Linked DNA regions of Mus musculus: all the other regions are linked to region 3. Evidence: chromatin contacts called from public promoter capture Hi-C data. All regions are on one chromosome and are shown on one strand. Each heading gives the region's core, a stretch centred on a gene start, on an enhancer-like site or on the middle of the called end of the contact. The rest is flanking DNA. Distances are from core to core; before and after follow the strand shown.

Region 1 (3,829 bases), core at 1,172-3,671, 2.3 Mb before region 3:
GTGCTGTTGGGCTGTGATCCCACCAGCCACAAGCATCTCCTATTGGCCATATTCCCTTAGGCGAGGTCTTCACAAGTGTCCTCTGGCTAATCTGAGAGAGCAGGCTGCCATCTCTAATATGGTACAGTCTCATCAGTGTAAGAGAGTGGAAATGCCCCTGAGAGTAGCATCCAGGGTGATTGTATACCTGTCAGGCATGCAGAACCTCCCTACAGAAGACCTCTAGTCATCCAAGGGCCCCAGAGGCTGCTGATGGGCGGTCCTTTAGAGAGCCATGGTAGTGGCACATAGAACCAGATAGCTGAGTAGAAAAATGTATCCTGACAATGAACTACTTTTGAGTCACCCCATGCCCTTGGCCACGTGGCTGGAACTTGTCCATCACAGGTAGCATTGCACATCTGGAGAAGTCAGCATTGCACGTCGGAAGAAGTCAGTATAGGCACGAGGAAAGAAGCTTAGCAATCAGAGCTTTCAAAATCCATTTACTTCATGCTCCAAAGTCCTGGGCTGGAACTGACAGCCACTTCCTCCCTGGTTTCTGTAACGGTCAAATAATAGTGCTGAGCCATTAAGCCTTTCTGAGGCTAAGATTCCCGTTTCAGGTAGACTGTTAAGAGAAGCCTGCAAAAAGACTTGACTTCAGTGTAGACCTTTTCTTTCCAGTCCTGTGAATAGTTAGCAGCACAATACCTACCCGTGGTACCTGGAGTCTAAGTATAGTGATCTGAAGTGGAGAGATATTTAAGAGGAGGGTCCTTTAGAGGTAGAGCAAAAAAAAAAAAAAAAAAAAATCCCCGTTCACGTTCTCTGTTCTAAGAACTGGGGATAAGGATAATGAACTCGTCTGGGTGGGTGCAGGCCAATTAGTCCAAAGTCTGTAAACCTCCCCAGTCTTATCAGGGCTTTACTGCAGGTGGAGAGTGGGCAGCCCATTCTGGTGACTTTGCATGTGAAATTAATTGCCCTAGAAATGTCGGGAATTTGATCTTCCATCAAATTTGCCAGCCCTTTAGATCCCTTGACAATCTTTGACTATTTGCATCTCAAGGTTAAAGCAGGCTGTTGCTTTCTGGATGCTAATCAGCTGTGAAAACTTTTGATCTTCTCTGGAAAACACACACAGACACAGACACACAGTCACAGACAGACAGACAGACAGAGACACACACACACACACACACACACACACACGCAGAAACACACCCTTTGCAATGGACCTCTTCAGAGAGTTGGAAAGGGGAAGGTGGCTTTGCTGGAAGTGCACTGGTTTCGTTTAGCAGTTGTTTTCATTCCTTGTAGGGCTCAGTGAGAGCCTGGAATATCCAGTAATATTTGAGTTCCCTCTACCAAATGCAGTGAGGATTTTGTGTGTTTCTCCACGATAAAATACCCATTTCAAAGAGGGCAATGGGGCAGTTTAGTGCTGCATGGGCAAGCCCTCCCCCCCCCCCCCCCCGTGTTCCACCCCCACACTGCAAAAACAAATAACAAGTACAAAAGAATGCCCTCCCCCAAATTCTCCCTCCCCCGAAAAGTTCTAGTTTTTAGTAGCTTAGAGATTCACAATAAACTTCACAAACACCTTTTCAAAGGAGATGGGAGTGGAGTGGTTAAGAGACTTATAGGTGTTTAAGGGGATGCTATCCTACTGTGGTATTTTAATGGCACTGCGTTTTTGTCAGTAGGGGTTGGGACAAGTGTCCTATTGCTACCTTACACACCTAACTGGATACTGGATACTTTGCAGTGAGTGACATTGTCTTTCTAGGACACAGTGTTTTGCTATATAGCCCAGGCTCTCTTCAAACCTTTCTGCACCCTCACTGCTGTTCTTTCTCCCCAACTTCAGCTTTTACCCTCCCCCCTCTCCTTTTATTTATTTATTTATTTTTGAAGCGAGATCTAATGTAGCACAGGCTGGCCTCAGCTTGCTCTGTAGTCAAGGATGACCCGCAGTTGCTGATCTTCCTTCCTCCACCCCCCCCGCCCCCCCAATGTGAAGGGAATTTGGGTTCCTTTCAAGTTCTCAGTCTCACTCATACAAAGATTTAAAAACAGACTCAGAAGGGAGTTAGAGGACAGTTAGAGATCCGGAGAAAAGTGGCTGAGTAGTCAAGGGTAAATGTCAAGCAGCTACTGAGAGGAAGGAGAGAGAGGGGAGCAGAGAAAGTCATACCTTTTTGAGTTAGGGTCCGAGACAGCTGGGTGATCAGCGATGGAGGGAGGGCTGTATAAAACTGCATGGTAGATGGGGGGGTGGGGTGGGGGCTTCAGAGAAGTAGTCTTGCACCGAGCTCGAGGGCAAGCAAGCTCACCCAGGCTTTTGGCCAGCATCGACAGAGATAAAAGAAGAAACACACTTGGCGCAGGGCTGCAGATCCAAGTTTAGAGGCCATCTTATTTCGGGCTCTTGTGGTCTAGGGCACCAGAATGATTGGGCCGAGGACACGTGGTTAGAGACAGAAATATAGTTTATTAAGGAAGGGAAACCACTGCCCAGAACAGAAGTGGGCTTGTGAGTGGAGAGAACAAGCCACAGCAGGGCGAGGTGCAGAGCCGATTACACGGCATTTCTATGCTTTTCTCCAGCACGCTTTCTTCATGGGAAGAAGTCCAGGTTTGGAAGGGTTTCCAGTCTTCCAGCATAGTGGTCTGGAGCATGCTTTGTTTCTCCTGCGATCCCCAGGGTGGGGAAAGACTTCCTTCACTCTGAACATCTTCTTTGGATGTTCATTTTAATGTTTCAGACTCTAGGCTCTTCTTTCCAGCCACACAAGTGTTGAGAGTACAGGCATGTGTTACCACCACACCCACCTTCAATATAATGAGTTTATTTTATGATCTAATTGGGGTATTGTGTGTTTGCACTGCTGAGGTTAGAACCCAGGACCTCACACATGTAAACCAAGTACCTTAGCACTGAACTATGTCCTTGCCCCACTCCCTGCCCTACTTTCCTGAATGCTTGGGTTAGATACATCAGTACTAATCTCTCACTTAGATCAGGCTCCCTTGATGGTGGCATTATTAATATTTGGGGCCAGATTACTGTGGGCTGACTCTGCCCTGTGTGTCCCTGGCCTTTATTTACTAGATACCAGTTAGTATTTTCAATAGTGAAATATCTGCCCAGATATTGTCACATGTCCCTTAGGGGTGAGGTTGCCAATTTAGCAAATACAAATAGAGACTGTCTAGTTAAAATAGAATTTAACTAAGGAAACAGCAAACAATTTTTATAAGTATAAATTCAGCTGGATGGACTCTACAGGCTCAGGCAGTCTACTGGGATGAAGTGTGTGCAAATTCCCCCCCACCCCCATGTTTCTTAATGGTTCTTCTAGATAAAAATTTGCATGCACCAGTGATCTCATATTATTAACCACTTCATGCTTGTGATTTTGCCCCACTCTTGGCTATTCAAGTCCTCGTGTACTTTCCAATTCAACTATGTCCCTCAGTCAGTCCTCATGGTACTTACCAATGAGCATTATTGGCCTTGGGCACAAGAGGAAGTAGAACTACTTAAAGTATAAGAAGATGAAGTGAGACTTAGTCACAAACCAAAACCAGGCAAGGCAACTCAGGATGATGTCTATGCAAGCACTGTCCTTCCACAAATGATGAAGGACCGAGCCAGCTAGGCATCGGAGACACTCTGCTCCTCCAAGATCTCCACAAAAAGTCAGGCCCAGAACTTAACACAAGGTCCTCACCTTGCCAGTTGGTTAGCAGATATTTCTGGGTAGTGGCTATGGTAGCCAGGGGCTGGCACAGTAATAAGGAAAAAAACTCCATCCTGTGATTGTCAGAAGCACATTGTACC
Region 2 (3,656 bases), core at 475-2,974, 2.4 Mb before region 3:
CACAAAGCTTTGCCACACAACAAATGCTGAAGTCTGTCTCACTGAATCCGCACACACTCCATCTAGGAGGCAGTGTGCAGAGCTCACCTGAGCAGCTAGCTGGGAAGCCAATGTAGCAGGAGCAGAGGTGCGGCCAGTCTGGGCTACGTGGCAAAGTCTCATCTTAAAAAATTTACAAATAATATTCACTAAACATTTTTATAGTTAACCTTTGTGTATTTAATTTGGGGCAAAATGTTTTCCACATTTAAAAATTCATCGTCATCATCAGTGAAAAAAACCACTACCAACTTCTAGTAAACAGAGCTTAAAGACAGCTTGCACCCAAATGCAAGAGGATTGACTGAGGCCGCCCCACTGTGCTTCCAATCCATGTAAAATGCAGGTAGGTTCAAATGATAAGGAATAATTTGGACTTGATACATTTTCAGTCCTTAAAAAATGTTTTTAAGCCTGGGAAACGTGATGGCAGTGCACGCCTTTAATCCAAGCACTCGGGAGGCAGAGGCAAGCAGATCTGAGTTCGAGGCCAGCCTGGTCTACAGAGTGAGATCCAGGACAGCCAGGGCTACACAAAGAACCCCTGTTTTGTACTAAGCCCTATTAACACAGTTTTTCTAGTTGTACTGGTGACACGTTTCTCTCCACTCTCACTCAAGAGACATACAGCTTGTGGAGCAGTAAGTTAAGACCTAAATTCCTTATTCACAAAGGGACAAAGCCTACAAGGTTGACTCACACTAAAAGAGAAATGGAATGTTTTTAGCATTCTATTTTTAGTTGGCTTAGTTTCTAATTTTAATACCTATTTTCTAGCACTGACTTAGGAAAACTTTCTGTAGCAGGCACTGAAACATCATCTCTAGAAGACTAACTGTAATGGAAGATTATGATGGAGCATGTATCAAAACAAACTCAAGAACAAGATGACACACAGCCTAGGTTTCACATATGCAGTTATAAATTTGGTCAGATAGTCTACAGATTTTAATCAAGTATTTTAGCACATTTTAGCAGATATTCTGTAAAATGCTAGCAATGATGATGTAAACACACACACACACACACACACACACACACACACACGGCTATGGAGATGCTCATCTGCTGAGGGGGCCATGAGCAGATGCTTGCTTACCTCACTGGTGGTCTGTGGCCCTATCACTTGCATGGGAGTCTTATTATACATACAGGACATCTGGCAGGTCCTTACACAGTCTCATGTGCAAGTGCTAGTTTTTAAATTTAACTTCCTTCTGTAGCAGAACTTCATTTAAGATCCACGGCTAAATATATATTTCAAATGAAGTTATTAAAAAGTAATTCTGATGTCAAACCATGTTCAGTTGCTTTTGAGATAATATTAAGCTAAATTTTAAGGGCAAAAAACCTTGCAGATTTCATTTAAATTCTGCCTCAGTTACTATATTAATTGTTATATGTATATAAGTCAGTCTACCATTTACACCAGAGAAGAAAAAACACTCAAAGGGTTCTTTCTGCTCAAAGCAATTTTTTGTTCAAAGAAATCTTGGGTCACAGAGGAGGAAAGTCATGGCATACAGATGATCTTCCCAGTTACTTAATTCTTTGACTTAAACAGGGCCTTTTCATAGTTCGTGCCAGGAAGTCCAAAATAACTGCTATTCTGTGACACATTAGATGGCTGTATGCTAACTACCAGTTCGCACTGTAGCTCCAATCTTAAATATACAGAGACAGCACCCAGCGGCTGTTCAGACACCCAGGGCAGCGTTCTGCTGCTGTGAGTGTGGCAGCCTCTCTAGGTCACAGTCATTGTAGAACAGTGACAGAAGGGTCTCAGAACCAGGTCAAACCAGATGCCTTGCAAGTTTATTCCTAGGCCAGTAGTTCATGACAGCATGAGAGAAAGAAAAGAACTGGTGGTTTTACAATCACTAATCTATTTATGAAAAGCAATTTATATCACGGACTTGTGCTTAAAGCAAAAAGCAAGTCCAAAAGCTTTGCTTTTGGGAATTATTTACACAACTTGAAAACAGCTGCCCTTTGGACATTAGTTCAACCTGCATCCTGCTCATCTATATTTGAATGTAATCAACTTTAAAGAGCCTTAGAAAAACTATCCTTAAAAAGCTCTTACCTTGAGCTATTTTTTATTGGAATACAGTAGTTTATTAAGACTGTAATCATCAAGTGCAATCCTATGGTATCCAAGTTGTTAGGAATTACTCAAAGTTAGCACACACTGGAGATCACAAGAAGAAATCCTTAGTCTCACCACTGAGACAGGCGTCATCCACTGTTCAATGTGATGTTCTCCCCCTTCTCTCTGACAGATCTGGGTATTTTGCCCAGGTTGCCTGGAGACCCTCTCAACTCTGCTTGCCAAGAGCTGTAGGCACAGGCATGTGCACTCCACCCTGGCCACAGCCCTCTTCCAATAAGCTTAATAGGAAGTCAGTTATATATATTCATATAGTGCCCCCTTCCCTGCAAAGCACCCAGCATGCTTATAACTAGGTAATTACAGTCAATTATTGCCCTTTGACTGACGATTACTTCCTTTATTTGACTTTTCCAAGAGCCCAAGAATTCCAGTGTCTGGGTCAGCACACACTCGCTGACAGATGAAAAAGTAGTAATGAGCATATATCTGCTTTGACAACCATAATGAAGTTTAGGGCATGTAACAAAAGCATACAGAGTAACACATATTTTTATAAAGGAAAATTTAAAAGGTGAATGTTAATGTAAATTTTCACATCTTAACAGCTTAAACATGCAAACAACAAAGCCTCCAAACTCTTTGTGAAAAATGTCATCAACATATTAGACTCTGAAGGAGGAAGCAGTATGGAGAGGAGAGGAAGCCCTGTGAACTGAGACATGTCACAGTGATCTGAGGTCACATTTACCAGTCACTGAGACTTGTGGACTACAACCAACAGTTTTTCCTCTCAAGGCCTAAAGGTCAGAAGGTTTAAAACTAGGTGAGATCTTTCTAAAGCTTTGAGAAATGGGTGTCTGACTGTAAGGCCGAGAAAGCAAAGGTAACCCACATAGTCACTCATAGGCACCAAAGAAATTAGGGTAAGGGGTTACCAAATTCTCACCTTCTTCCTGTTAGGCAGTCAAATAATTCTCTCCAAATAGCAGAGAATGCTCATTAATTTCACATTAGTAAATCCAGGAAGTATTTCTGCAGGACTGTAGAGTCCAGAGTCACACAAATGCTTGGCAAATGCTCTACTAAGAAACTATATCCCCAGTTCCCTTTCTAAGTTTTATTTTGAGACAAGGCCTCTTTGTTCACACTAACCTTAAATTTGTGGCCATCGTCAATGATTACAGGACTGCATAACCATACCTGGTAAATCATGTCTCTCCCTACATAGCCCTGGCTCTCTTGGTACCCACTGTGTAAGACCAAGCTGGCCTTGACCTCTCAGAGATCCGCCTGCCTCTGCTTCCCAAGTGCTGGGATTAAAGGTGTGCGCCACCACACCCCACTACAACATTTTTCTTTTTTAATTCCATCTTTCACACACACTAAAGAGAGAAAAGCAGAAGCACGGTTGCTGGAAAGGCGAGCCCGCTGAGCTTACCTGCTGACTGGCTACTGCCATCAAACAGGTCAACGAGGTCCCCCGAGGACTTGCTGCTCGGCACCG
Region 3 (3,577 bases), core at 574-3,073:
TTAAGGACTGCTTGGACTATACAGTACCTATACAGCTAGCCTGGGCTCCATAACAAGACCCTGTCTCAAAAGCAAACGGATCTTCTGTATCCTTCCAACATCCTGAAATCGGATGCCCACCAGCCTCTAGTACTTTGTTACAGTAGCTCTGCTTCCATTCACACCAAGTCTCCAAACAATCCTTCCCAGCCCAGGTACAGGAAGAAAGAGGCAAAGCCTTCATTCAGTCCTCTGGGTTTTCCCAGTTTCCCAGTGGCCAACAGCAGCCTCAGCAACAGGAGGTGAACTGAGAGGGGGATCAAGTTTCAGCCAGCCCACCTTCTACCACAGGAGGCCAACTGGCAGGGGAGTTTGTGTTTTCTCCCTTAGCTTTCTAGTCTGCAACCTCTTTCGGTTAAGGCTAGTGTGTCTTTTCTTTCTCTCGTTTTGAGACAAAGTGTCCCACTGTGTAGCCCTGTGCTTCCTGGAGCTCCTCCTGACGCTTCAGTTGACCTTGAACTTGTGGAGATCCTTCTGCTGTCTCCACAGTGCTAGGACTGCCCCCAGGCCAGACTTTTAAATTTCATTCAGTTCCTGCCTTAACAATGAATTCCCACCATCTACCTAATATTTCTTTACACCGAACTGTAACTTTACTACGTTTGCATAGATTTATTTAGGCATCTGCTTTACCACTGAGCTATGCACTAGTCTAGTAATTATATTTTAAAAGAAATTGCTACAACATCATTACAATGATAGGGAAAATCAGCATTATGTATAGTAGGTGGTATTATGTGTCTTTGAATTACACACTGTAATGGATACACAGTATTTTTTTTTTAATCCATTCTTGTACCATGTAAAGTAACCTCGGGAGGAAATCCAATGGGATACGAACTATTCTTCATTTAGGTGGCTGGTGAAAAACCGACTTCAAGTTCTTGGATCTCCAGGTCCTTTGCCTGGAAGAAGACCACACTCCCCATGAAGGTAAAAGAGCAGGCGCACAAATAAAAGGGCACCAAGAGTGCTGAGTTCCCATGCGGGGCATCCTGAAGACACCCACAGGAGACCGAAAGTGACTTTAAATACCCAGTCCTTGCGAGTGACAAGGGCGGGGAGGAACTGACCTTCTCGCGCAGAGTGCAGTGTACGTCCGAGGCGACGCGCCCTTCCCACCACGGCTCATCCATCACCGCCGCAGTTATGAAGCTACCGGGATCTCGGGGCGCACCCTGCGAGGACACCAGGAGCTTCAGCGATCGGAGACTCTTCCTTCACCCTGCCCTCAGTGACCCTGATCCTCCTCGGTCCCTGTCCCAGTCCGGGACGGGCGCCCCCTCCTGCCCTGCACCGTGGAGCTGGCTGTCGCCCGCTGTCCTGAAGAGCCAGCAGTGTCCCCGCTCCCCTCCCTCCGCCCGCCCAACCTGGGGCTATCTGGAACTGTGTGCAACAACTTGCAGAATATCCAATGTGCCCCTCTGCAAAAGTTGCAAAGTTGCGGGCTGTAGTAGCTCTCCCAGGGCTGGCTGGGTCACTGGCTCAGAGTCCCCAACTCCTCCCCCGCCGCCTAGCCTTTGTCCTGCTCGCACATCCTGCCCTCGAGCCGGGGCCAGACTCACGCATCGCTGTCCCGGCGTGGGGGGCCGCGGGTGGTGGGTCCCTTCCCGCACCGGGTACGTAGTGCCCTCCGATGGCCGCCCGGTCCCTGGCCTCGCGTGCTCGCGACCGCTGCCTCTGCAGCCCGTCCCGCCCGGCCACCGGCGCGCCCCTGCGTGCGCTCGGTCCCGCCGCGGCTCGCAGTTCGGGCCGCCGGGGGCCTCCCTCCCTCGCTCGGGGAATTGGGGGCCGGGCCTCGCGCATGCGCCGCCAGCACCCCGCGCCCCGCGGGGCGGGGGGCTGGGAATGGCAGTCTTTCTTTCCCCGGCGCTGAGCTGCGCTTCCTGCCCACCCTCCTCCCTCGCCCGGGCAGAAAGCTAGGCTTCACCTTCCCTGGGACTCTGGGGGCGATCCCCAGTGACCCTGCCCCCTTGATCCTGGAGCGCGGGGGACGCGGCGCCACCTGCGTGTGCCGCGCGTGGATCCAGCGGCCAGGACGCCCCCAGAAAGTTCTGACTTCCGCATGCGCTGCTCCTGCCAACCTGCAGACGCTTCCACCTGTCTTTCTTTCTTTTTCAGCCTGCCCTGCGATGGGGAGGTAGATTTTCAAACAATTCCCACAGGAGCCCCAGAGAAGACACCCTTGGATACGCACGAGTTCCTCTTTATAAAGAGGGCTCAGTGAGTATCTTATTGTACTCTTAAGCGTGCATCCATGCTGAGCATTGCAGGGAAACAGTCCTTGTGGCAGGTTGCGGGATAGAAAGCCCTTTTAATTTACTTGTTTTCAGAAAGGCATTTTCTGGAGCCTGCAGTATAATGGCATAACATCCTGCTGTGCTGATTTTTGTGAGCCCTTTGGTGATCCCACTAACTTAAAATCAAGTCCACCAACTACCTGGGTGTTTTTGTTCACCCAGTGTCTTAACCACTTAGAGCTTGGCTTTAGGTAATAGAGGGATACAAACTACAATAATCTGCTGGGGATACATTATGATTAAATGAGAAAGGACACGAAAGAGGATTACCACTAGGCCCGTTAGAAAGTCACCAGTCAATAAATAATTACACGAAAAAGACTTTAGTTTCTGCCTAGTTTTCTACAAGATAGATATTTGTTGTGGTTTGAGACATGGTTTTTCTGTGTAGCCCCAGCTGTCCTGGGACTTGCTCTGTAGACCAGGCTGGCCTTGAACTTGGCGATCTGAGGGAGGTCTTGTAGGACTACAGAGTCCTGTGAGCTGGGACTAAAGGTGTGTGCCACCATCATCAAGCCGCAAGTAAAATTTTACGGGTTAAAAATACAATTTAGTTTTGAAAGGCTACTATAGTACTGCATACCTGCGACATTAGCACTCAGAAGGCTGTCTGTAGCTTAAGGGTTAGGAGTTCAAGGGCAGCCTGAGTTACACAGAAGTTTGAACCCTGTCTAGGCTGAGGGTTTTTTGTTTTGTTTTGTTTTGTTTTTCTATGTTTTTTTTTTTAGCTTTGATGAACTTGTACTGAAAAGAAGTTTTAGCATTTATGAGCCCTCATAAAAATTTAAAAAATACCTGAGATTAAACAAATGTGATATATATGCAATCATGTATGCATATCTTTAGATCAATGTGACCTAAGACCTTCATGAAGAATCAGATGCAAAGCATGGACAGGCAGGCCATCAAAGAAAAAAAAATCTCATGCCCTATTCACTAACAAACAGATACAAACAGATACACAAGTAGATACACAGATACACAAACAGATACATAGATACAAACAGATAACAAACAGATACAAACTACAATTTTAAAAGCTGGAGCAGATCTTTATCAAAGATGTTTTTAGTGTTTGTTAATGTTTTCGGTTGGCATACAAGGTAATGGGTTCCTTTGTGGCATTTCGCACCTATGTGTCCTCATAGTTTGTTCTCAGTCATCATCTCTCCCCTACTGCCAAGGGACTCCTAAGGTGGGTAAATATACAACCTTCTTGGGAATGCAAATGCCATCTT

Evidence for each region. Promoter capture Hi-C pulls out the DNA fragments that hold promoters and counts their contacts.
Region 1: a contact with region 3 is called in a promoter capture Hi-C map of liver, with 6 times the contacts expected there. The contact joins the promoter of F630206G17Rik here to the promoter of Ccnjl in region 3. A contact is called at or near these places in 3 of 39 promoter capture datasets (liver and pre-B cells).
Region 2: a promoter capture Hi-C map of liver shows a contact between it and region 3, with 4 times the contacts expected there. The contact joins the enhancer-like site here to the promoter of Ccnjl in region 3. A contact is called at or near these places in 5 of 39 promoter capture datasets (the 3T3-L1 cell line, hippocampal neurons, liver and 1 more) and 2 of 115 datasets of contacts at active chromatin or transcription factors (astrocytes and embryonic stem cells).

Annotation. Positions count from the first base shown.
Region 1 is chr11:45,806,675-45,810,503 of GRCm38.p6, reverse strand. F630206G17Rik (RIKEN cDNA F630206G17 gene) reads right to left here and starts at 2,421. Exons shown (of 4, transcript NR_045876.1): 1 at 2,180-2,421.
Region 2 is chr11:45,895,064-45,898,719 of GRCm38.p6, reverse strand. It overlaps Clint1 (clathrin interactor 1), which reads right to left. Exons shown (of 12, transcript NM_001045520.4): 8 at 3,591-3,656. Among named protein-coding and RNA genes, the nearest start is that of Clint1, 45 kb to the right of the region's middle. Within about 2 kb of position 1,724, at least 8 of the 459 cell types and tissues checked have an H3K27ac peak or open chromatin away from gene starts, as enhancers often do. A contact at or near this core is called in liver, where this site is marked.
Region 3 is chr11:43,526,995-43,530,571 of GRCm38.p6, reverse strand. Ccnjl (cyclin J-like) reads right to left here and starts at 1,823. Exons shown (of 6, transcript NM_001045530.2): 1 at 1,605-1,823; 2 at 1,113-1,217. The coding sequence starts at 1,175.